Linked DNA regions of Mus musculus: regions 1, 2, 3, 4, 6 and 7 are each linked to region 5. Evidence: chromatin contacts called from public promoter capture Hi-C data. All regions are on one chromosome and are shown on one strand. Each heading gives the region's core, a stretch centred on a gene start, on an enhancer-like site or on the middle of the called end of the contact. The rest is flanking DNA. Distances are from core to core; before and after follow the strand shown.

Region 1 (3,585 bases), core at 405-2,904, 1.3 Mb after region 5:
AATTTGCTCTCCATCAAGTATTCTTGATTCTTTTCACTCTGGGTTCGTAGAAAAATGTTCTAGTGTCTTGCACTATTGCACCAGGAAGCCACAGGATTCTGGATAGCTTTCTGAAGTTTTAACTTTAAAGACTAGGGTATCTAGAATAAGATGATACAATGTTTAAGTATTCTCTCCTGTTTACAGATGGAAAGTCTTTGTATTTGAGTGGGTAGAATTGATCAGCTTCTTTAGGAGTGAGAAATGAAGTATAAAACATTTTGCCAAGCAAAGTTGTCTTTTACTTGACTAATCTGATCATGGGCTTCAGCCTGTACCTCATTTTTGCCAAGGAGTTTCTGGCTCCTCAAGTAAGTTTAAGGCTTAGCTCCAAGCTTCACTGCCAAATCTCCACACACCAGTGACTCGTTTTATTTACTGTTTGTGTGAAGAGTAGAAATAACTTTCTCATAAGTTTTATCATCTATATTAACTACTTGGGCCAACAGGACTTTGTACATTTTAACTGACCTTTTTCATCCTCATGAAATCCGAGGGACCATCATAAAGGGAGTCAAGTATTACACCTCAAAGAGATGCAAGCTACCTCTGGCAGGCAGTCTTCTGGGTTGCTTTGTACTTTTCTTAACAATTACAGGGTCTCTAGATAGCTTTCCTAAAATCCAGAACGTAGTTTGCAGGATTGTGTAACACATTTCTCTAATATTTTCATTCTTGAGACTTGAAATATGAACTCATGCTTTTCATCTAGCCCTTCAGAGGCTCAGATTTCCTTGGACGTGCACAGCGGTTATAGCCAATCCAGGTGTTGGTCATGGGCTGTTCCTGCTAGAGTCTCCACTGCCCTGCAACCCGCACCCCATTTTCCGGTCATTAAGACCGCTGAAGTCTGAGCAGAGAAATCCAGGTGGCGAAATGGGCCAAGATCTGACATACTTGAGAAGGGAAACTGTGCCTAGAGTTTATCCAATAACTTGGTTCCTGAGTCTAACTTAATTCCTTGGCATGCCAAGAAAAGACTGTGTTTAAGGCTAGCCTGTTCTTTGGTCAGCGCCAGAGGTGACATTGGAAAAATACAGGGATAGTCGTTGGCGGCAAAGCTGGAGCCTAGGATAGTGCAGACCGCCCACCCCAGCCCGTACGTCTCTACCGGCAGATGGGGCCCCCGAGTGGCCCTAGCCACTACCGGCTGGTAGTGGGGGCGGCGGGGGCGCCCCTTCTGGGTTCGCCCTTGGGCTGGGCTCCCATCCCGCCGGTTGGAAAGAAGCGGGGGCGGAGGGGCCGGGCCAGCGTTGTGAGGGCGGGGCTTTCCTTTGTCAGGGGATTTGCCCGGCATGACCAGGACTGCCCCTCTCCTCTCACCCTCGCAGGCGGGGACACTATTACTCCCGTGGGTGAGGAGGGAGTGAGCTAGAGGGGGTGCGGGATGAGCTGGAGTCCCTCGCCCCAACCCCGGGAAGCCCCTCCCTCGCCGCCTTGGCCTCCAATCCTTGCCTCCGCCCCCTCCCCTCCCGGCGGGGCTCCCTATAGGCCCCGCCCCCGTCCTCCTCCCTAGCAGTCGGCGCCGCGCGCTCCCGGGCTTCCAAGGGGGCTGCCCGGGCGGGGCAGCGGCTGTGGCGGGGCTAGAAGGGGGAGGAGATCCGCCCGCCACCCGAGCACTTCCAGCCAGCGGCGTGTGAGCGGGCCGCGCGGCGTGAGAGAGGCGGGCTCGCCCCCCTCGTGCGGCCGGAGCGGAGCCTTTTGTTCCCGGCCAGAAGTTTGCATGCCGGGACCGTGACAGCTGCGGGCGGGGAGGACGGCTGCAGGGCCGGCGGCGTGGTGGAGAAAAGAGGCGACTGCTTGTCATGCAGCCCACGACGCGGCGGCTGGGGGCCGGGGACCTGCAGTGGCCGGGGAGGCGGCGCCCACAGGACACGGGACTTACTGCTGCCGGAGGGACAAACTAACTTCCTGAGCGCTAGACCCAAGGCCGGCCCGCCGGGAGCCACCTGCAAGGTTGCGGTGAGGCGACCCTGGCCCTCCGGGGCGCGAGGCATGGCGCGGGTTTGCGGGCGGTGCTAAGTGAGTCCAGACTGCCTCTTGGCCGCTGCCGCAGCCTGCCCGCCTTCTGAAAGGCCCAGCGTGGGCCTCCACTCGCCTTGTTTTGCGGCCACGATACAGTGTTGGCTTGGAAGCCACAACAATGCCATGATGTTTTGGAGACAGGAAGCCCCAAGCTGGCCCCGAATGAAGGACTTCCTGTGTTTAAAGTTGCAGGAATATCCGCTGACCAGCCCTGTTCAAATGCAAACACCCAACTAGAGAGGACGAATGGCTAATTCAGACCAGCTGGACTCTTTAGGGCTGAACACAGGATAAAATGAAAGGAATTCTTAGGAGCTTGGACCATACTTGAAGGCTAGAGAGGGTGTGCCATTGTTATAAAGGACATAGTTGGTATACATTTTCTGCTTCCAACTCAGCTTTGGTGCGAATCGAGTGAAACTAGATATTGAATAAGACTTGTCAATATCAAACGATTTTTTTGCTGACTGAATTTGAAAGGGCTTTAGAAAAGTAAAACCAGAAGCCATACAAGTATTTGTTTTATGTTTATTGATTAAATAATATCATTTGTCTTTCTGCAGTTATGAGGCTGCTAGCCTGTGAGGGAAAACCTGTTTGTCTTATTAGAGTTTCTCCCAAAATGGTTTCAAATTGGGAACTTCCAGATCTTTCTGAAAGGCAGATGCAATTGGTGGTTTGGAGTATAAACATGTAAGAGGACTTACAATTCATGTAGAATGTATTTTGAGAGAACCCGTGGCGGGGAAAAAAAACTTTTGAAAGATTGATGGTTCATCTTTATTGAAAAAGTATGGGTAAGCCACTTAGCAGGCCAGACTGTTTAAGGCGGAACCCTACCTGCCTGGGTAAAGGGGAAGATGAGGATGGCTATATAGAAGATTGCTATGTTCCACAGCGGTCTATATACGATACAATGAGGATAAATGAACAGATTGACCAGGGGTCAAAACTTAATCAGACGTCAAAAAGCACCATGGAGAAGATGGAAGGAAGTACCATATCCAGCAATGGTACATTAGGAGCATCATCTAATGTTTTTGAAGCTAGAGGACCAGAAGGCAAGAAGCTGGATGAGAGGATAATATTTGATGCATTAAAGCTAAGCAGTGATGTGCAGAAGTCAGCACCCGTGCCACCCAGACGTCGGCCAAATGCAGAACGCAAAGATAATGTTAACAGGAGATCGTGGAAGTCCTTCATGCCACCCAACTTCCCAGAATTTGCAGAAAGGATGGAGGCTTCTCTCAGTGAAGTATCAGAAGCTGGAGCTTCAAATCCTTCCTTGCAAGAGAAAAAAGAATCCAGTTCTGCATTGACAGAAAGTTCTGGTCACTTTGACCACAGGGAACCTCAGTCTGAGTCCGTTACTTTGGAACACATGTCCAAATCTGTAGATATTCCAGAAGTGCAAAATGTAAAAAATTTGAGAGACTGCCAGGACTTCAAATTCCAACAGCACAGTGAGAGCTCTCCCCATGAATTCCAGCCTCTGGGCTCAGAAGCTGCAGCAGCAAGTGG
Region 2 (3,554 bases), core at 290-2,789, 1.4 Mb before region 5:
TAGCAGCTTCCCCACTGGGCTCCCTCAGCATTCAGTTTCTGTTGCTTTTGTAGATCACATTTCACCTATCTGCTTGCAGGTCAGTTTCCTCTAGCTGGACAGTGAACTAGTTCGGATAAGAACCTCTTTATTAGGTGTTAGCGCAACTCTCCATAATGACTCTTTTTACCATGGCCAGTGGTTTGCAAATGAGGACGAATACAAATGACCCAAGGTCGGGCAACCAGAAAGCAGCGGCACCAGAATCTGAATTTAAGGAGTCCAGAGCAAGGTTGACACACACTTTTAATCCCAGGCTTTAAGGAGTGAGCCTCCAAAGCCTACGAATACTACACAGCACTAGGCTCTACAGGCAGGGCCCTTTTGTTATGAGAAAAATGAATGAATGAATGAATGAATGAATGGGGACTATCTCTGGCAGAGATAGTCTAATCCACAATCAAATAACAGGGCCTTTAAGGAGGAACTCACAACGTTGTTTATAAATAAGGGCTATAGGATTTTGCTCTTCCTTATCTCATGCAAAACTACTCAGCCGAGAGGGAAAGGCGCCCAGCCCAGCGTGACTACCCTCTTCCTCAATGATTCTCAAAACCAGCAAAGCCAACCGGTTTCCTCCAGTGACTTAAAACAGAGCAAAGTCTATCCTGCCACCGAAGGTGGCTGTCAGCTCTTCCTTCTGCCAACAACCTGGGGGAGTGGGGGTGGACGGAGAAGCCACCGGGAATCCGAAAGCTCCTACCCAAGATTGAAAGGTGGGGCCAAGCATCGTAGGAATGGGCGGGCCTGACCAGGATGGCAGGTGAAACACTGACCACAGCAAGCTCTCCCACGGTGAAGACCGGCCCAACGTGGATCTGGCAAGCAGGTTGCTGTGACTCGCACCTGAACGCCGCCCAGGATGTGAAAATTCCCCAGCAGCGATGGTGTTGGTGCCAACGGGTGAGGGCTCCAGGAGGAAAACCTTGGCTGGCTCTCCTTGGGGACTCGTTCTAACTTTCAAGTCACTCTCTAGGTCAGGAGAGAAGCATGGAGAGGAGGAGCGGGTCTCTCTGGGAGAAAAACTAGAGCGGGCCAAACGCCGGCTGCTTCGATGACTGGTTGAGTGGGTCTGGGCAAGGCGAGCAGTGCCCATTTCCCAGGGCTGCGGCAAAAGACCGAGGCTCCCGGCAGCCGACGCCCCCGCTGCCGGGAAGGACAGACCTCCAGTGGCGGAGGGGGAATTCACTATAGCCGTTCTGGTCGCGCCGGTCAGCTTCGGGCTGTCACCGGGGTCCCTCCGCCACGGTGGCCCGCCCCGCCAGCACGCAGCCCCCACCCGGCTCCGCGTCCCGGGACCCCGAACTCACCTTTCCCGGGGAATCAGCGCTCCTTGCCCATAGTCCGCAGCCCAGAGTCGGGGCTGCTCGGCGCTCCGTCCCGGGGGCCGGGGCCGGGCCGGGGGCGTGGGAGCCGCTCACCGCCGCCTCCCAGCGCAGCCGCCAGAGCTGCCGCCGCCGCCTCCCTCCATGGCTGCGGCGCCGCCACCTGACAACGGAAGTGACGCATAGGCTCTCGGCCCCGCCTCCCGCCCCCTCGCCTGAGTTTGGGGTTGGTGCGCCATCTTCAGGATGGGCGGAAGCCTTCAGGCAGGAAGCCCAGATAAGATCGCCAATTGGTTCTGGGTGGAGTCTGGGTCGAAATCTGTAAAGTGATTGGACAGTCAGGGGGCGGTACTTACCGCTAATCTACATCTACAGTGGGACTGGGACAGAGGCGCCGGTCCGCCTTGGCTCTGCAGAACCTCACCGACTTATGCTCTCCTTGCTGGGGTTGGGGACGTCTCTAAGTGGTTGCAAAACCCGCCAACTGCACTGCATTCTTTAGAAAAGTAGTCTTTCTTTGCTCCCCATTTCTCGGCTTCTGGAAATTTGTGTGGGAAAGTGCTGAAGTTGGGTACAAGAGAAGTCAAGAATTGGCTGTCGCTACTGTCACAATTCATTTCACTTTAGGCCCTTCAGAAACCCCAAAGATGGCCAAGTTCATCTTGGACATCCCTAGAGTCTTGTCCAGGGAGATTGCAGTGAAGAGTTCCAATGAACGACTTCAGCCGGCTGTCTACCTCACTCCCTCCTGCCAGTTTCCGTCCTTTCTCCTCCTTCAGCAGCCACGCCCTCCATGAATCAGCTTCTTGCACCAGCAGATGAGCCCTTTAAAGGGATTGCATCAGTCTGGTGACTCACTGGGGGCCCTCGAAAATCCTGGCTTCCGTCCACTGCCGTGTAGAAGCGGCCAGAAGGGCTCGGTGGCAGCAGTACCAGCGGCCATAGTCCCACTCCTTTGTCTCAGAGTTAACAAGTGTACTTGATGACACTCTTCCCTCCCCTGGGTCATTCTGGATCCACGTGTAGACACACGTGGACACGACTAAGCCCTGCTAGGACACCGAAGGCTGGTCTTCATAATGAAGTCCCAGCCTGAATCCTTTCTTAATGTCTTTGATTGGCTTGGTGGCCATTCAGCTGCAGATAATGCTGAATAACTAGTAATGATACCAGCTCCTAAGGCCCTGTCTTATGCAAAATGAGGCACTTTTAGAGACCTGTTAACAAATGCAGAAGGTAGCACTCAGAGAGAGAGGGTAACCTCTGCCGTGACACCCAGCTAATAATGGCTGGGCTGTGGTTTGAAGAAAGTTTCGTGGGTTCCAAAAAGGCTAGAGCTTGAATCCCCATTGTATCACTTACAAACTAGGTAATTCAGTGTAAATCCTGGCTGCCCAAGTGGGGATAACACATTACACCAACCATGGGAGGACCCAAGGAGTTTCACATCCAGCTAACCACACCCTATAGATGCCCACTGGTCTCAGTCGGGGAACCTCTAGGAGGCACGTGACTCAAAGGCAGGCATCCAGAAGGCCGGCCCACTTTGCTCCTCTCTCTGACAAAGTGAGGAGAAAAAGGATTCCGGAAGCCCTGCCTTTGACAGGGATGAATCTTGGGTTTTCCAGTTCACTAATTACCAGTAAGATGAATCACTGGGCGCTGACACCACCATTCCAACTCCTGGTAGGCTCTCAGCTGACTCAAAATATAGAAGTTTTAACAAAGCAGAGGAGGAGAAAGTGCCAGCCAGAGGAGATTAAAAAAAAAAAAAAACTGTCATCAGGACACCAACTCATGGATCTCTGGGACATACATGGGTGGTGACAGTCTCCTGCTGGCTCTCCAACTCTGGCTCACTGGCAGATGGTGCTGCCATAACAAAATGACACCTGTCACAACAGCTCAAGATGGCTTCTTGAAAAGAGATAGGCAGATTGGACTATCACAGAAGGAGGGGAGACCTCACCCCCAGGAGCTTCTTCAGACTACAGAACCCCAACCCTACTTAGCAGCTGGGTTTTGGCTTCTTTGCGTCCAAGCTTCAAGGCCTGAGTATGGCAAGGTTTGGTGTTGGTTTTGCTTTTTTTTTTTTTTGGTACCTGGGACTGAACCTATGGCCTCTTCTGTGGTAGAAGGTATTTCACCACTGAGCTGTATCTCCACTGCTTTTGTTTTTGAGACAGAGTT
Region 3 (3,531 bases), core at 596-3,095, 1.5 Mb before region 5:
GTGAGTCCCAATCTAAATATATTTTTTCTTTTGTTTGTTTATTTATTTATTTATTTATGTGTGTGTGTGTGTGTGTGTGTGTGTGTTTGTGTGTTGGTTTCTCTGTGTAGCCCTGGCTGTCTTGGAACTCAATCCGCAGACCAGATTAGCCTTGAACTCAGAAACCTGCCTCCCGGGATGAAGTACATTCTTAATTCTACATAGGAGTGCAGAGATCAGAGAGCAACTTGCAGAAATTCGTTCTCTTCTACCATGTGGGTCCCAGGAATCCAACTCAGATCATCAGGTTTGGCTGAAAGCACCTTTACCCACCAAGCTGTTTTTCCCCCTGAAGCCTGTCTTGAAAGTCTGATCCTCCAGCCTCCACCTTCCAAGTGCCGAGATTGCCGGCCTGTGCCATCACGCCTGTGCCATCACGCCTGCTTGATGTAGTGCTGGAAATCCGAGCCCAGGGCTTAGTGCACGCTAGGCAGCCACTGTGGGCTGCACTGCACCCCCACATCACTACTGCTGTTTATCAACTTTAGAGTTTCAGGAGACGTGTCACTCTCGTTGCTGGCCTTTAGCACCATCCTTTTCTAAAGTCACTCAGCCTCCACCTCGGGCGAATCTTCCCTCCCCCCTCCCCCCAGGGTTCAAAGCGCCAGTTACTTACTACTGGGATAGAAACTGCTGCTAGGTTGCCTGAAACTTCTCCCTTTCCCTGAATCGTACTCCCTGCCCTCTCCCTTGGAATGACTGTTCTGTGGAGGTGCTCTAAGGAAGGAGGGTCCAGTGGTTAGGAAGGGGAAGGAGAGACAGGGAGACAGTGCCTCCCTGGCCCTAATCTGTGGACAACTAGAGAAATGACCTCCAGGTCAGGACAAAGAGCAGGGCTAGGATAGGCAGAGCCCAGCGGCCCCTCCTTCCTCCCTCCAGTCTGGTCCTCTCTGCACCAGTACCTCTACTATCGATCCACCTTCCCAGCAAGCTCCCTGCACCCTGTCCGAAGCCAAGCCCGACTTGGCTCGAAGCCCTCACCTCAGCGGGCGGGCATTGAAACAGGAGATAGGAGAGCCCACTCCAGAGCCCCGAGTATTTTCGGGGAGGAGGGTGAAGTGAGGCTTACTACTCTTTATCGCGACGAGCCGTAGGAAAGAAAAATCCTTCTGGAGAGATGTGGGGGCGGGGGATGGGGGTCTTCTGATGAAGGTAGGGGAGGCTCTAGGCTAGGACCACCCAGTTTGGATCAGGGAGGGCCCCAGCAGATTAGAGACCTGAGTAAAGCGCCTTACAGGGTTGTAATTACTCCCAGAGAAACAGAGAAGACACCAACCCTAGGGTGCAAGAGGAAAAGCGCCTTCGCAGCCATCACCAGAAAAGAGAAAGGATAGCCCTTTTAGGAGTCTCCATGAGACCGTTCTTCAGGCGTTGCAACGCCCCCCCCCCAATAAAGATTTTTGTCTGAGGCAGGCTTGGGAGAGAATTTAGACTGCACGCTAGAGCCTCCAGCATCCAGAGAGAGAATAGGGGATCCTAACCCAGCACCCCACTCCCCTAGTCCCAGCGGCCGGTGAGTCACCCGAGAGCTCCCTACATAGTCTTCAGGCGCGCGGCACGTACCAACGCGCGGCCGCAGGGGGAGTCAGTGTGGCCAGCAGCGTGCCCCCAGCTCGGCGTCCGCCCTGCGGCGACCACAGAAGGAGCATCGTGAAGTTCCGGGAGCTGCATCGCAGGGCGGTGTCGGAGCCCTCTGGTTGTGCCCGTGGTGGCTCCGTACTCCATCACTGCGGGGGCGGTCATCCCCCGCGCACTTGGTACATTCGGAGAGGCCAGGCCCAGCCCGGGCGGTACAATAGGGTTGGGCCGCGACCAGGACTGGGCCGGCGCGGGGCAAAGGAGCAGAATCGCGGTCGCGGAGGACCGACCTCGGGTAGCTGGCTACTCAGAGCTTCGTTAGCCACCGGCCTCTACCTCTCCCACTCGGAACGCCGCCGCCTCTGGGTCTTTGCCCGCTGGGCGGGCCGGGCGGGATGCGCCGCGGGACCCTGGTCCTGGCCTCCGGCCGTCGCCGCCGTCGCGGCTGAGACCCTCCCCCAAAACCTCCAGTGACGCCGCAGCCATGGAGAGTGGCCCGCGTGTGGAGCCCGGCCCGGGCGCACCCGCAGGTAAGCCGGGAGCCACACAAGAGCGAGCCCGGAGGGGGACCGAGTAGCCGCAGGGCGGCCGAGGATGAGGCTGGCGGCTGGGCGGGGACCCCTCCCCCCCGCGCCCTCTGACCACTTAGAAGTTTAAAAATAAAGGCTGTGGCCGCTGCCGAGGCTCCGGGCCACGGACGCATCTTCTGACAGCTGCCTCCTCCCCCCAACCTCCGCGCCGGGAAGCACGGGGCATCGGGATCCGTGGGAACCCGGCTAGGGATTCGATGGGGTGACCCTTCTGCCGCAGCCTGGTGCTATCCTCTCGTCCCCACCCCCACTCTCCTTCGAGATCCACCCCAGACTCTGAAGATCCTCTTTTACTGAGCTGGAGCTACTGTCTTCTCCATCCTCCGCGGGCACGTGTGACCTTAGTCTTAATATGTGTGTTAGGGTACCAGATTCTCAGGTCTGGAACTATGCATACCGAAGCTAGGCCCTCGTACCCCCACGCCCAGGCCCTGGCCCAGACCTCGCCCCCACCCCATCCGTCCAGCTGCCGCGCAAAGGGCCTGTTGCTGTTGTGGGCCGACCAGGAGGGGAGGGAGACGAGGGGGAGGTCTTTAGCGGTGGCTGCCAAGTAACCCGCCGGATAAAGGCGAGGGGGAGGGGGAGGCGGTATTGTTTGGGGCGCGGGTGGGAGCTGGGGAGTGGGCCGCCTTCCCAAAAGCCAGGCCTACTTCAGAGCCCACCCAGTCTGATTTGGGACAGGAGTGACAGAGGTCTGCCGGCACCACGTCACTTCTTTGGGCCGGACTCTGTAGAATGAGGTGACCGCTCAAGGATGGCACTCCCTACATGCCACATCATTCCCTCAGACTGAGGGTTTTTGGATGCTTTACACACACACACACACACACACACACACACAGAGTCTCAATGCCCTAGACCACCAAAGCTCTCCTTTCCACCCCTCACCCCACCAACCACCAGTGTTCTGGACTTCTGCAAACCCCATTCTATCTGGGAGCAGCTGACGAGGGGGTGGGGACAGAATTCTGGTTGGGCCCCGTGTTGGAGGGAGGACTCTTTCTTCCTGGAAGGGGAGGGAAAAGCTTGATTACTGAGGACCCAAGTCCTGATCCACTCACACAGTCATCCCCACATTTCCAGAGAGTTCCCAGCCTAATCCTGTCACCTCCCTGCCCCCTGGGGTGTGGAGCCCCGGATTGAGAGCATCTATAGGGGTGGAGAGCACCCAGGATGAGGTGGGGGCTGCTTGGCTGTGGGTGGGCTCCTCCCTGTGTCTTCGTGGTGCTTGGTGGGGATCTATGACATGTAGGTGGAGATTGGTGGGCTTCTGGAGGTTTACAGACTGTGCTGGCAACGAGGGTGGTCCAGTTTGTCTTGGTTC
Region 4 (3,246 bases), core at 402-2,901, 1.5 Mb after region 5:
TGCGCCACCACTGCCCAGCTCCACTTGGTCCCTTTTAATGTGGAGTAGTTTACAGCCCCCGATTGCGTTTCTGGGCTTATTTTGTGGCTTGCCTGCAGCCTCCAGTGCAACCAGGATGGCAGAACATTCCCTGGCAGCCCAACTTGAGGCAGCACAAGTGAGGCAAAACTGCCCAGTACATTCCATGTGACACCTTCCTAGACTTCCTGGGTACACTCCTCTACATCCTTCGAGCTCCATGCAGTTGAGCAAGTCCCCAAAAGAGAGCCTGGTAGAAACAGCTTGACACTAGCAACTCCCCTCAAGGCAACTGGATGAAACTGCTCTCCTTGCTTTCCACTGCCCTAAAGCCATCCCAAGTCAGTCAGTTCAGGTTAGAGCCCCCAGTTTTGCAACCTACACTTTCAGGTGTCATTTCAATGCACTGAGTGCCAGACCCACTTCTACCTGAGTGGGGCTAGACACACTAGAATACCCAAGTCCCTTTATTCGGATCCCGAATTACACAAATCTCCTTGGGTTCCAACCCCTGCTCTACCCCACCCCCACCCAGTAGCCCAAGGTCATCAGGTTAGCAAGTGGTGGGAGACTGAAGCCAGGGTCATGACCACATGCCTGGCTCATTTTGCTTCCACCCAAGGCTTCTCAGGCAACATGCTGTTATGTTCCCCGGTCCTGGCAGTTTGGCCTCCGCCTTCAGGATTCCCAAGGTCCCCAGGAATCTCCCGAATGTGTGCACACCGCTACTACTCACCGTCAGCTGGCTGCTGGAAGTTGACGTAGGCATAACCCAGAGAGCGCCGGGTGATCATATCGCGACAGACCCGGATGGACAGCACAGGCCCCGCAGGGCTAAACTTTTCATACAGCATGGCTTCGGTGACGTCCGAGTGCAAATCGCCCACGTATAAGGAGGCCATGGGGTAGCTGCTGGCTGCAGCGTTCATCTCCCCACCCCCCACGACCCCGAGCCCCGCCAGGAGGACTTCTAACAAGGCCTACTGCAGGACAAAAGGGGCTCCGAGGAGCTATGGCACGCGCCGCAGCGCACAGGTGGCACCAGCGACGCCGGAGAAGGCTGGAGCAGGGAGGCTCCGAGCCGGGACCCGTGTGCGGGACGACTTGCACGGGACTGCAAAAGCCCCAAGACAAAAGGCTCTCAAAAACAATATGGCCCGCTCCTGGAGTTTGTACTCTCCAGCTGTCCTGGCTTGAGGCTTAAAAAATAAAAATTAAAGTAGGAAATCCCCTCGTAAAGGGGGCAAAAAATTTTCAAGAGGCAATCAGATGCTGCGCTCACGGCCGCCTTGGGAACACGCGTTTCGTGATAAATATAGGCCCCGGACTCCCGGCGGTTTACAGTTACAGCAGCCCAGGAAGGGGGAAACCAAATCTTTGCGGGTGCCGGCGAAGGGCAGTGCGGACACGTGGTGCGGCCAGCCGGGGCGCGGGGCTGCCACGCGGCGCAGAGGCGTGCAGGGGCGGGCCGGGCCGAGGGGGATGGCTCACCACCGGACGGACAGACAGACGCTGACGGACAGGCAGGCCGGAAGCTGTGAAAGTCACTTCCCCACGGGCTCCCAGCACAAGTCGCTGTCTGGTTCTTTTTCTTCTTTTTTTCCCTTTTGCTTTTTTTTTTCCTCTTCTTTTCTTTTCTTTTTTTTTTTTTTAAGGTTTTTGAGGCTTTTGTGTTTTTTTTAAGCTTTTTCTTTTTTCTGCTTCAGGCGTGCTGAGCCCAAACGCAACACTGATGGCTGCGACCCGGGGCGGAGAGAGGCGGCTGGAGCCGCCACCGCTCCATTTATACCCTCCCGCCCCGGGCGCTGCTGGTCGAAGGGCGCCTCGAGACCTGGGCGCAGTCGTGCCCGCCCACTCTGCCCCGGGGGCCCAAGGCGGGGCAGTCACACCAGAGTGACCTGGAGCCGCCCGCAAGGTGTCACAGCGTCCCCTTGCGTTTGGAGGACCAGCAGCACGCACCTGTATGATTCTCTTTCTGCAGTGTATGGATTGAGTCATGTCCTCCCCAAGACCCACACGCAGGTATAATGTTTAAAACATCCATGAAATGCCCAAATCTACACAAAGGGATGCTAAAGTACAGCTACTAGGTGGCCCAATACATGGTTGAGCTGAATACGTAAGACATACGAAAGTTTTAAGAACATATAACCTTGAGGTTGGATTTTGGAGGTCATTAGAAATGGTGGTGGTATCTTAGGTGATGAGACTGTTTTTGAAAAGATGAACAAATCTTGCCAAAGCTTTTATAAAACAAAACGTGACTGTCCGCTCCTGTTTTGTTCTGGTGGCACGCCTACAGCTTAGTTTGTGCAAAAGGAGAAGAGGAGAAGAAAGGTGTATTTGGGCTCATGGTTCTTGTATAAGGGAGCTATCTCTAGTGATGTCCTTACAAGGCATCTCGTGGCGACTCATGGCACAACACAAAGAGAATGCATCTGTGCATGTGAAACAATGTTTTTGTTACTATGTAAACGCTAGTTAAGAGTTTACGCTTAGATGATGAAGGGTAATCATTGACTTTTTACCCAAATGAAGGTTTCACTGACCATTTGAAGATCATGTTATCTCATGAGACTAAATATGTGGAGTTATAGCAGTATTTCCTTACTCCATAAGTGCCAGGGACCATTTTTTTTTCTATCCTTATATTCACTCAAACCAGAAATTAGCAAAAGCTAGACAGATACTCGTCTACTGGTTGAAGCAAACAATTGAGGAAATATAAGTATTTAATCAATCAATTCATTCCAATAAATGGCTAATCAGAGCTCCCCCCCCAGCAGATGCCATGGTTGCCATGGTTACCATGGTATACAAGTAAGAGTCCCTCCTTACCTCTGAGAATAATTTCTGGTGACTATATTAAATAAAGAAGCCTTGCTAGGTGTAGTGACTCACACCTTTAGTCTCAGCACTTGGGAGACCGATCCCCCCTGAGTATTTGTGACCAACCAAATGGATATTGCAAGTTCCAAGCCAGCCAGGGCTACATAGTGAGACCGGTCTTTTAAAAAAAAAAAAAAAAAAGCCGGGCGTGGTGGCGCACGCCTTTAGTCCCAGCACTCGGGAGGTAGAGGCAGGTGGATTTCTGAGCTCCAGGACAGCCAGGGCTATACAGAGAAACTCTGTCTCGAAAAACCAAAAAAAAAAAAAAAAAAAAAAAAGCCAAAAAACAACAACAACAACAAAACAAACAAAAACAAAAAACCAAAAAACCCCAAAAAC
Region 5 (3,351 bases), core at 156-2,655:
GCACTCACACAAACTCAAAATCTGGCCAAGTTTGATATAACTGCCTCTCCTCTAAAAGCTTCCACATCACATCTTGCTGATTATTAAAGGCTTAGAACACGGTGTTCCAGAACACTATCATTGTGTTAATTAGTCTAGGAGACTCAGACAGAATGACTGAAGTCCAGCTGGAGGATACTGAAGAACCACCCATGGCCCACACAGGCAGTCTGAGCCCTACTTACGCATGCTCCTGGGCGTCATTTTCCAGCCGGTACCTCACCAGCCCGAGCAGGCGGCTCTGCCGGCTATCTCCCTTACACAGCACACCTTGGACTGCCTGCTGCTCAGAGTGAAGGGAAACTGAAAGCCAAAGGGCGAAACTCCCCATCCGGCCCACTCCACCACGCTGCCTTTCCCTCTCCCACTGGCAAACGACTTCACCTCTCTGAGTTTTCCTCATCTGCAAAATGGGTATAATAGTCTCCAACTTTGCAGCTGGTTGAGAAAATAGCTACCTATGTAAAGCACCTGGTAGAGAGACCAGAGCCAAGTGAATACTTGGTAAATATTGGTTTACCTTTTCCCATATGGCTTCGAGAGAAATTTTTCCACACCCTCCATCCCACCTCCCAAGGCTGAAGCAGGCACGATCTGGATGGCAACCTACAACTGGGAAGGATATGATGACGCAGTATTCCCCCTCAACCAGGGTCTCCTGGATTGCCACAGACTGGTCCATGCTGAGCTGTCAAACCCTGGGGTAGGGCAGGTGGGAACCTCCCATTCCGTATTAGAGCTGCTTCGGGGGGCTGTGGGGATGAAGAAAGGGGCCTTTGTGGAGGGAAAAGAGAGAGCCTGGTCATCTCTCTTCTCCTTCTGGCCTTCCCCGTCTTTCCTACAATGGGTCTCTCAACGTTTCCAGAAAATGGGTTTCTACCCCTTTGCCCCTTGCTCGGTGTCGCCCCAGATGTTCCCAGTGGAGTTCAGTATGCTCTCTGGTCTCCTTGCTTCTGGGTACAGCTCTGATGCCCTCTTCAGGGAGCAGTTGTGGTCCATCTGGCTCTTCTCTGGGAAAGGTTGGTGGTGTGTCCAAATAGGGGTAGGGAGACAGCCTTCGCCTCAGTCTCAGCTAGGAGGGTCTTATTCTGGAGAAATAACCCAGCCCCGCTGCTCTTTCCTCGGAGCCTGTGGGTGTCCCGTTGCTCCTTGCCCCTCACCCCACCCAACAGGCCCCGTTGCATCAGCAGCAGGTTAGGAGTGTCCATTCTGGCACCCACAGGACAAGGGCCCCAGCAACCAGCTTGCAAGCCCCCTCCCACTCTGCACTTATTTCAGATCCTTGTCATTGCAGCCTACCTCCCGAGCTGTCACCGGTGGGCCTGCAGGACACCTCCGTTCCAGGGCAGATTAAGGACTACATTTCCCAGCGGCCCTGGCGTCACAGGACGGACAGCCAGCCTGCAAGTCCCAGCATGCCCGAGTCGGACATGGACGAGTAGGTGGGTCTCCCCGCCCTTACTCTATTTAAAAATCTAGAATCTACAGTCTGTATTCAAGCATACTCGGGCGTCCCAGTTCTGGAAAGCCTGCGTGAGGAACGCCTTTCTCAGCCCACTAAATCAAAGGGCCAAGGCCCATGTCCAAGGCAGAAGGAAGTGGTCATGTTACCCTAACGGAAAAAATGATGTTAACTTTTATTTTCAAGTTAAGTCCATCCTCAACTCTTCACATGCAGAAAGGGACAGCTTTCTATTATTCTGAAACACTTCCAGATAACTACCGTGCCCTGGCTTCATGTATGTCACCTTCTCCACTTGCCAGGTGGAGAAACGGAGGAACAGAGAGACAAAACTGTTTGACAAAGTCCGTAGCCAATAAGTGCTGGGTGCCCAGAGGGAAGTCCAACTCCAATTCCTGTGTCATTTTCCCGTCTAGGAACTGCTAAATGTTCTTAAGACCTATCTAGCTTTTCTGTCAATGGAACTTGAAATGTGTGGCATCTTTATCTGTGACACAGTAATGACAACCACCAGGCAGCGCGGAGGACTCTTCTTAACAGCGGAGGACGATGTGGCCCTCTTGGCTCTTTATTTCTTTAAAGATCTGTTAGTTTTTAATTTTTTGTGTGTATGTGTGTGTGCTTGCATGAATTTATGTGCACCGTGTGTGTGTGTGTGTGTGTGTGTGTGTGTGTGTGTGTGTGTGTGTGCACGCTCACCTAAGAAGGCCAGAGGTCATCAGATCCTCGGGGCTGGTGACAGGAGGCTGTGAGACACCTGATGTGTGTGGTGGGAACTGGGTCCCAAGAAAGAGCAATATGTTCTCTTAACTAAGGAGACATCTCACCGCAATGCCCAGATAGACAGCCCTGAGCAGGTTTTGTCCTCAAGCCCCTTAGCCACATTCTATTGGCCATTTACCCTGACAGGAACTATTCTCTTCCAGACTCCATTGTTCCCTTCTAGGTAAAGACTATATATAGCTAAACCGGGGATGGTGGCACACTCCTTTAATCCCAGCACTCGGGAGGCAGAGGCAGGCGGATTTCTGAGTTCGAGGCCAGCCTGGTCTACAAAGTGAGTTCCAGGACAGCCAGGGCTATACAGAGAAACCCTGTCTCGGAAAAAAAAAAAAAAAAAAAAAAAAAAAAAGACTATATATAACTCAAGACAGGACAAAAGAAGCTAGCTCAGACGAGAGAGTCTAGAATGGTTGGTTTTTTCTCAACTGCTGACTATTTCGGTAAGCTGGATCCCTGAGGACTGGGCTGAATCTTGCCCTTACACTCCTGTGCAGTTTCTGGTATAGTGGCTCTGAGACTTTCATTTATTTATTTTGAGCAGTCCTGAGGATGGAGCCTAGGAACCGGAACCCAGGGCCTCACAGCTGCCAAGCAAACACTCCATGACTGAGCCACATCTCCATCTCAGAACATGTTCACCCCAATTAGTTAGCTTTACTGATTTAAGATTGCTTCTCGCCGGGCGTGGTGGTGCACGCCTTTAATCCCAGCACTCGGAAGGCAGAGGCAGGTGGATTTCTGAGTTCGAGGCCAGCCTGGTCTACAAAGTGAGTTCCAGGACAGCCAAGGCTATACAGAGAAACCCTGTCTCGAAAAATCAAAAAAAAAAAAAAAAAAAAAAAAAAAGCAAGCAGTTGGGCCAGTGTTGCAGAATGGATGGCCACTGTAACTTTTTATTGCTGTTGTTTTGAGATAGGGACTCACTAGTTAGCCCAGGCTGGCCCAAAATGTGCCTCAAACTCATAGTGATTTTTACCTCTAAACTGTCTCATTGACCCCACACCCACCCCTGTAACCTTTAACCTGCCCCCCTCCTTTTTGTTTTGAATTGAACTCTGATAACCAGT
Region 6 (3,222 bases), core at 193-2,692, 1.4 Mb after region 5:
ATTTCCACTAACACCTATGGGAATGGGAGAATTTATTTCTAACCACTTTGTATAGTAACAAGCCTACCACCATATATACCACCAGTTCATCTGCCCTGCACCTGTTGTATTGAGCTGTATGATATTCTTCTGTTTTAATACAAAACATTCTATTTTGCCTTGAAACATTCTATGGGCCAGTGAGAGAGCTTAACAGGGATGGGGCTTGCTGCCAAGCCTGACAACCCAGGTTCAATCCCTGGAACCTACATGGTAAAAGGAGAGAAATGACTCTAGCAAGTTATTCTCTCATTTCCATAACTGTCTACACATATAAACAAAAACAGAACTAAGTGTAATTTATCACATTCTCTGTACTTCAGGTATGTTCTTTCTTATCTCCCTCAATTCTAGAAATACTGGTATAATTATTCGAGTTTTTTAGATTAGGTAAAGTAAGCACCTTTCCCAAAGTCAAGCAGGTCAGATGCCTGAGCTGACATTCATAGCTAGAGCTGCTGATTTTTTTTTTGTGTGTCTTAACACACACACACACACACACACACACACACACACACAGAGAGAGAGAGAGAGAGAGAGAGAGAGAGAGAGAGAGAGAGAGAGAGAGAGAGAGCAGGTTGAATAGAGTAAAGCATAGGCATCGAAGGAGAATGAGATTGGTGGTGCAGACATCTTGAAAGTCACCTACTTGTTCTCTCTGCATAAATAAGACATATGACAAGACCCTACCAAGGAGACTGCTTGTTCTGTGGTTTTACTCTTACACAAAGCATTTATCAGACACAGGGCTAGAGAGACTGCTCACCAGTTAAGAGCACGTTTGTTCTTTCAGAGATCCTGGTTTCAGTTCCCAGCACCCACATGGTGACTTACAACCATCTGTAGTTCCAATTCCAAGGGATCTGACACCTTCTCTGGCCTCCATTGGAACTAAGGCATGCACGTGGCATATAGACTGCAAGCTAAACACTCCTACACAAGAGAAAATAATTCTTAAAAATTGAAAAAAATAATTTACCAACAACTAATTCCCAACTTCTTCTTTAACCAGGTTTTCCAAAAAGAACTGGGAAAGAGAACCGGCACAGTTCAGGTCCTGAAACGATCAGGCAGAGAACTGATTGAGGGCAGCAGAGATGACACCACGTGGGTAAAGGGGCAGCTCCAGGAGCTTAGCACTCGCTGGGACACGGTGTGTAAACTCTCTGTTTCCAAGCAAAGCCGGCTTGAGCAAGCCTTAAAACAGGTGAGATAAATTTTTGGGCTCAAGCCATGGCTTGGGACCCAAGCATATAGATCTGAGTTTCTTTACCAGCATCATGAAGTCCCACAGTCTTGAAATGAAAATAACGTTGTATTCTGAACATTCTACAGGACTTTGATCAGTCATTGAGCTTGTTTTCAAAGGTCTACAAATTAAGATGACCTTTGGCCTCTGGTAGAATGTAGTCCTGGATGTTTCCCCAGCAAACTCTAGTGTCTAGTGCCCCAGCTGCAGGGGGAGGCCAGATCTTCTTGTGCTTGGTTATTTCAGGCAGAAGAGTTTCGGGACACGGTCCATATGCTGTTGGAGTGGCTTTCTGAAGCAGAACAAACACTTCGCTTTCGAGGAGCCCTTCCTGATGACACGGAGGCCCTACAATCTCTCATTGACACCCATAAGGTAATCTAGTCTCAAGGAATGGTAATCTGTGCTACTCAACCATGCTGAGAATTGTCTCACTGCTAACAAAAAGCAGCATTTGCTTGTAAATGCCAAATGAACTGTCCGTGTACTCAGCAGGAACCAGAGAGGTATTGTGCTGCTCATCAGCAGCGTTCTTTTTTTGTTTATGTTTTTTTTGGGGATAGGGTTTCTCCCTGTTCTGGCTGTCCTGGAACTCATGCTGTAAAGTAGGATGGCCTCGAACTCACAGAGACCTGCTCTCTCCTGCCTCCTGAGTAGTGCCCAAGGAGACCAGACAGGGCATCAGATCCCCTAGAACTGGAGTTACAGTTTTGAGCCACCATAGGTGTGCTGGGAATTGAACCCAAGTCTTCTGCAAGCAACCAGTGCCCCAGCCACGGAGTCGTCTCTCACTGAGTCGTCTCTCACGGAGTCGTCTCTCACTGAGTCGTCTCTCACTGAGTCGTCTCTCACTGAGTCGTCTCTCACTGAGTCGTCTCTCACTGAGTCGTCTCTCACTGAGTCGTCTCTCACTGAGTCGTCTCTCACTGAGTCGTCTCTCACTGAGTCGTCTCTCACTGAGTCATCTCTCACTGAGTTATCTCTCACTGAGTCATCGCTCTGGCCCCTCTTGTTGGCTTTAAACTAGTATAGTCCTTAAAGAACTTAATGAACATAGTTTCTAAAAGAAACTGTACAACATTTCCCTTTCTGATTTTTGTTTGTTGGTTGGCTAGAGTTTGAGACAGGTTCTTAGTATGTACCCAGATTACCCTTGAACTCCCAAGGGAGTCCCTTGAACACACTATCACAATTCTCGGATTGTAAGTGTATGTTATCATATTCAAATCCATTTTACTTCTCACCTACGCATGCCTTTATTTGACTAGCCTTTATTTGTTACTGGCCTTTGGTCCTTGTCTGATCTCCTAAAACCACTCAGCACACTGTATACTATAACATGGCATCTAGAGGTTTGTCCAACTCTTACGGAAGTGAGGAAATGTTTCATGTTACCTAGCCAGTTACTTTAATCTTAGTTTTATCGTTGCATTTTGTTGAGGGGGGAATTTCAAAATACAGTGTTTTATGACTGTCATCATATTTTTCCAAAATATGCTTTAAAATACAGGAATAAGAGGACTGGTGTGACGGCTGAGCAGTTAGGAGCACATGCTGCTTGCAGACATTCAGTTGCCAGCACCCATGTGGTGGCTCACAGCTGTCTGTAACTTCATTCCAGGAGAGCCAGCACCCTCTCGGGCCTCTTCCAGTATCGTACACATACGTACAGGCAAAATATCCATACACATAAAATAGATGTTTTACTAAGATGGAAATAAATATGAATAAGAGAGGGAGAAACTGAAAATAGAAACAGGAGCAGAAGGAATAGAGCCACACCGGTGTCCCTAGTCTTTTTGTCTTCATTCTTAGTTTCCTGTGTCCTATAGGCCTTGACAGATCATGCCAGCAACACCTAGATACAGGCTTTTTCAAGGTCTGTGTTGACACATAAGAAGAAGAAGATGGGGCTGGAGAGATGGCTCAGTGGT
Region 7 (3,275 bases), core at 502-3,001, 1.8 Mb after region 5:
CTACACTGACAGACTGGAATCGGGCCAGGAGGGGAACTAGCCCAGCCTCAGCTCCTGAGTCCTTGTGCGCGAAATGTTTCCTGTACAACTTCTTGTCTTATCCCCCAGACAACGCTATTAGGTAGGTCCCTATTTTGTACACAAGGAGGTTAATAAAGTTGTTCAGGAACAACTAGATAGCCCGTCCATGGAGGTGCCTGGGGTTTTTCTGAATGGGCTGGCTCCTCTGGTGCTTCAGCTCACACTCACTGTGATTTAGTGGGATATGGGAGTGAAAGAGATAGAGTTCTTATTTTCAAGGAGGGCATAATCTGGCTCGGTTATTCAGATCACTTCTGGAATGCTGCCATTCAAAGGAGTGAAGAATTTAGGGCTGGAAGAGACTGTACAGGACTCCATAGCTTCCCTCCTATAGTATGGAAGAGAGAGAGGGCAGTGTGACAGTGGGGACAACAGGCCTTCTTACAGTCTTCACTATTTCCCTTGGCTTGTTTCTGGACAGTGATGTGCCAGGGCACACAAGGGTGCTGTGGCCATTGTGGAGGAGTCAGATCTCAATAGCTCTTCCCTGCAATCTGAACTAAGAGGAGGGGAAAAAAAAAAAGCTTGACACTGAGAAACACAGGTCCTGTGTGAGCGGTCTCTGAGAGTCTAAGCAGTAACTTCACTGAAGAGGGAGAGCTGGACTTGACCCAGGCTCCTGGGGATCTGTGAAGGCTGGAGTGCCATTAGCAGAGGTGGAAGGAAAGGCAGCAAAGACCGTTCTCTGCTGGCACCTATGCCTGGCCTCTGTTTAGATGATGACGGTCCTCCCTTCTTTCAAGGACCACATTCCTCTGCATGCTCTTTCTCAAAGCTTTTCTTTTCTCTTCTCTCTTTTCTTTTCTTTTCTTTTCTTTTCTTTTCTTTTCTTTTCTTTTCTTTTCTTTTCTTTTCTTTTCTTTTCGACACAGAGGGCTGCTGGCGTCTTGTATCTCCCAGGGCTTCCTGTCTGGGAGCACAGACATAGCTCAGCCTTCTGTAATTTATGCTGAGGGGCAGAGCAGGAGAGTTATGAGTAAAGACTTTGGAACTGGACAAAACCTTTCTGGCCTGTCTGTGTCGCAACAGCTGTTCTTCTTGTGTCCCCCTTTCCTGGGTTGTAAAATGGGGATAATAATAGTACCACCCTCAGATGGCGTTCATAAGCACCCAGTGAGGTCATGTTAAGCCTGTTAGAAAGCTACCCATAAACGGCTGCTGTGGCCATGGCTCCTTCTTAGAACTTGCGAGTTCCCCTGCCTGGAAGCGGTAGCCACTGGACTTGGTAATTTTTCTGTCCCATTGAAAAAGGCCCCTACTTTTCAAAGGGAGGAAGAGGAAATTGTCGATCTTGAGACACGAGGGACATTGATAATGAAAGTTACAGCCCATGGCCTCAGGTTTGGGGGAGGGGAGAAGCCACCTGACTCCGGATTTTAAAAGGAGCTGATGGGGATTCAGAAGTCAAGGGCCACAGGCTCTACTCAGGGAAAACTCACTCTGGGGGACCTCGGACAGGTCACTTTCAGCCTGGGACTTCAGTTTCCTCGGGCGAGTCAGGTGGGTTTCTCAGCTTTGCTTAGGTAGTTAGGAGCACGCGGTGTGGGTTGCCGGCTTTGAGAACGTGGCTGAGCAGCGAGGCTCCGCCAGCCGAGATGGGCAGGCGCGTGCAGGGATTGGCTGGAGGCGCAGGCCCGAACCTTTAAGAGGCGCGGAGGGGACGTGCTAGGGAGTTTTCATCGCCGGCGTTCCTGGTTTGCTAAGTGCTAGCGAACGTAGTAGTGGCTGGGGCTGCGCCTAGGATCGGAGCCACAGGCGAGTGCCGGCCGGCAGAACACAAGAGCATCCCGGCGTCCCGGTCCCACGCGGCGTGGCCCGCGGGTCATGGCCAAAGGAGAAGGCGCCGAGAGCGGTTCCGCGGCGGGGCTGCTCCCCACCAGCATCCTCCAAGCCAGTGAACGGCCGGTCCAGGTGAAGGTGAGGTCCCGAGAGGAGGGCAAGGGGTGGTGGGCCGGCCGGGATGTGGGTATAGGGGCGTCGGAGACTAGGTCTGGCCTTGGGACACTTGGCGGTAACAGGGTACAGCGAAGCTTGAAAAAAGCAAGGAGTGCTCTGGGACCGGGAGTGATGGAGAAAGTCTGAAGCCCCTTTGCACACCCCTACAATGGGTTTGCGCCAAGAGAGGCGCCGGCAACTCTACGCGGCGTGGGGCTCTCCCCAGCGCTCTAGGTTCTACTGTGCTGAGCCACACTAGTTTCTCTCCCTAGACCTGAAGAGACCCCAGAAGTCTGAGAGTCCCTTTGGTTCTCCATCTCTCACCACCCCCCACTCTCGTGCTTTAACTCTGAGGAGGGCCACTCAAGTTCATTCATAAGAACAAGGGCTTTGCTCTTAAAGGAGCCGCATACCGAAAGCGTTTGTGTGACTGAGGGTTCACATGCACAGAGCTCCGCGTGTCTCGACATCCTCTCTCTCCGATCCGTTCTAACTCTTTGGATCTATTTAACCACACCATGAAACCATGCGGCCCCAGGAAAGGAATCTCTCACAATATAGCTAATTGGGAGGTGCTTAACTTTTCCTTTTAATTTTATTAACTGTTCTTGGAAGAAACGAGTAAGCAATTATGCTGTTACCATGTATGAGTAATCTCTACTTTCCCTGGGCAACCTCAGCCTCCCCTAGTGCTCCACCCGGAGAGGGCTGAGCCCTGCACCTGGAGCCCTTTTTACCCCTCTCCAAGGTCCCCTAGGAGCTGGAAAGGGTGCGTGTTAGGCAGATGGATGGTAGGACTGCTCAAGGGTTTGCCTGGAGCTGAAGACTCCCTACAGGGGCCCGGGAACTTTGGGACAGATTGAAAGAACAGCTGAGGATGCAGCGGGCTGGGCGCCCCCCCCCCTTCTGGTGCACTCATCCAGGACGCAGGTGGATCCTAGCTGCTGCGGGGCGTCAGGGAGGGAGCCTGGGCTGGGCTCAGGGAACTTTTGGCAGCAAGAGGATTTTCAGGTTGTGGCAGCTAGTGCCAGGTAGGGACAGGCCCATTGCTACCGCATGCTCTTTCTGGGTAACTTGGAAAGGAGCTGAGGGCCTGGGAGAAGATTTTATTTATTTATTTATTTATTTATTCATTTATTTTCTTACTTATTTGAGACAGGTTTCTCTTTGTATCCCTGGCTGACCTGGAATTAGCTCTGTAGACCAGGTTGGCCTCAGACTTTACAGATCTGCTGGGCTCTGCCTCCCAAGTGTTGGTG

Evidence for each region. Promoter capture Hi-C pulls out the DNA fragments that hold promoters and counts their contacts. Capture Hi-C pulls out chosen DNA fragments and counts their contacts.
Region 1: a promoter capture Hi-C map of liver shows a contact between it and region 5, with 2.4 times the contacts expected there. The contact joins the promoter of D830031N03Rik here to the promoter of Inpp5b in region 5. A contact is called at or near these places in 2 of 39 promoter capture datasets (the C10 cell line and hippocampal neurons), 1 of 115 datasets of contacts at active chromatin or transcription factors (astrocytes) and 2 of 9 other capture datasets (adipose tissue and liver).
Region 2: a contact with region 5 is called in a promoter capture Hi-C map of liver, with 2.5 times the contacts expected there. The contact joins the promoter of Stk40 here to the promoter of Inpp5b in region 5. A contact is called at or near these places in 4 of 39 promoter capture datasets (the 3T3-L1 cell line, the C10 cell line and liver), 1 of 484 Hi-C or Micro-C datasets (B cells) and 1 of 115 datasets of contacts at active chromatin or transcription factors (large pre-B cells).
Region 3: a contact with region 5 is called in a promoter capture Hi-C map of liver, with 2.6 times the contacts expected there. The contact joins the promoter of Map7d1 here to the promoter of Inpp5b in region 5. A contact is called at or near these places in 2 of 39 promoter capture datasets (the 3T3-L1 cell line and maxillary cranial neural crest) and 1 of 9 other capture datasets (liver).
Region 4: a contact with region 5 is called in a promoter capture Hi-C map of liver, with 4 times the contacts expected there. The contact joins the promoter of Pabpc4 here to the promoter of Inpp5b in region 5. A contact is called at or near these places in 4 of 39 promoter capture datasets (cranial neural crest, hippocampal neurons, liver and 1 more).
Region 6: a promoter capture Hi-C map of liver shows a contact between it and region 5, with 2.6 times the contacts expected there. The contact joins the enhancer-like site here to the promoter of Inpp5b in region 5. A contact is called at or near these places in 5 of 39 promoter capture datasets (the 3T3-L1 cell line, cranial neural crest, hippocampal neurons and 2 more) and 1 of 9 other capture datasets (adipose tissue).
Region 7: a contact with region 5 is called in a promoter capture Hi-C map of liver, with 2.9 times the contacts expected there. The contact joins the promoter of Mfsd2a here to the promoter of Inpp5b in region 5. A contact is called at or near these places in 2 of 39 promoter capture datasets (both in liver).

Annotation. Positions count from the first base shown.
Region 1 is chr4:123,409,980-123,413,564 of GRCm38.p6, reverse strand. It overlaps D830031N03Rik (RIKEN cDNA D830031N03 gene), which reads left to right and starts at 1,654. Exons shown (of 1, transcript NM_001167918.1): 1 at 1,654-3,585. The coding sequence starts at 2,858. All of the region lies in intron 57 of Macf1 (microtubule-actin crosslinking factor 1), which reads left to right.
Region 2 is chr4:126,101,942-126,105,495 of GRCm38.p6, reverse strand. It overlaps Stk40 (serine/threonine kinase 40), which reads right to left and starts at 1,539. Exons shown (of 11, transcript NM_028800.3): 1 at 1,350-1,539.
Region 3 is chr4:126,254,633-126,258,163 of GRCm38.p6, reverse strand. Map7d1 (MAP7 domain containing 1) reads left to right here and starts at 1,845. Exons shown (of 18, transcript NM_001347198.1): 1 at 1,845-2,147. The coding sequence starts at 2,102.
Region 4 is chr4:123,281,316-123,284,561 of GRCm38.p6, reverse strand. Pabpc4 (poly(A) binding protein, cytoplasmic 4) reads right to left here and starts at 1,651. Exons shown (of 15, transcript NM_130881.3): 1 at 755-1,651. The coding sequence starts at 947.
Region 5 is chr4:124,739,904-124,743,254 of GRCm38.p6, reverse strand. It overlaps Inpp5b (inositol polyphosphate-5-phosphatase B), which reads right to left and starts at 1,405. Exons shown (of 24, transcript NM_008385.4): 1 at 1,339-1,405; 2 at 665-791; 3 at 225-319. The coding sequence starts at 721. It overlaps Gm12915 (predicted gene 12915), which reads left to right. Exons shown (of 4, transcript NR_151694.1): 3 at 1,334-1,481. Gm32117 (a long non-coding RNA gene) reads right to left here. Exons shown (of 2, transcript XR_376640.4): 2 at 3,150-3,351.
Region 6 is chr4:123,372,756-123,375,977 of GRCm38.p6, reverse strand. Macf1 (microtubule-actin crosslinking factor 1) reads left to right here. Exons shown (of 98, transcript NM_001199136.1): 84 at 1,052-1,246; 85 at 1,535-1,663. Among named protein-coding and RNA genes, the nearest start is that of Bmp8a, 31 kb to the right of the region's middle. Within about 2 kb of position 1,442, at least 4 of the 459 cell types and tissues checked have an H3K27ac peak or open chromatin away from gene starts, as enhancers often do. A contact at or near this core is called in liver, where this site is marked.
Region 7 is chr4:122,959,664-122,962,938 of GRCm38.p6, reverse strand. Mfsd2a (major facilitator superfamily domain containing 2A) reads left to right here and starts at 1,751. Exons shown (of 14, transcript NM_029662.2): 1 at 1,751-1,998. The coding sequence starts at 1,906.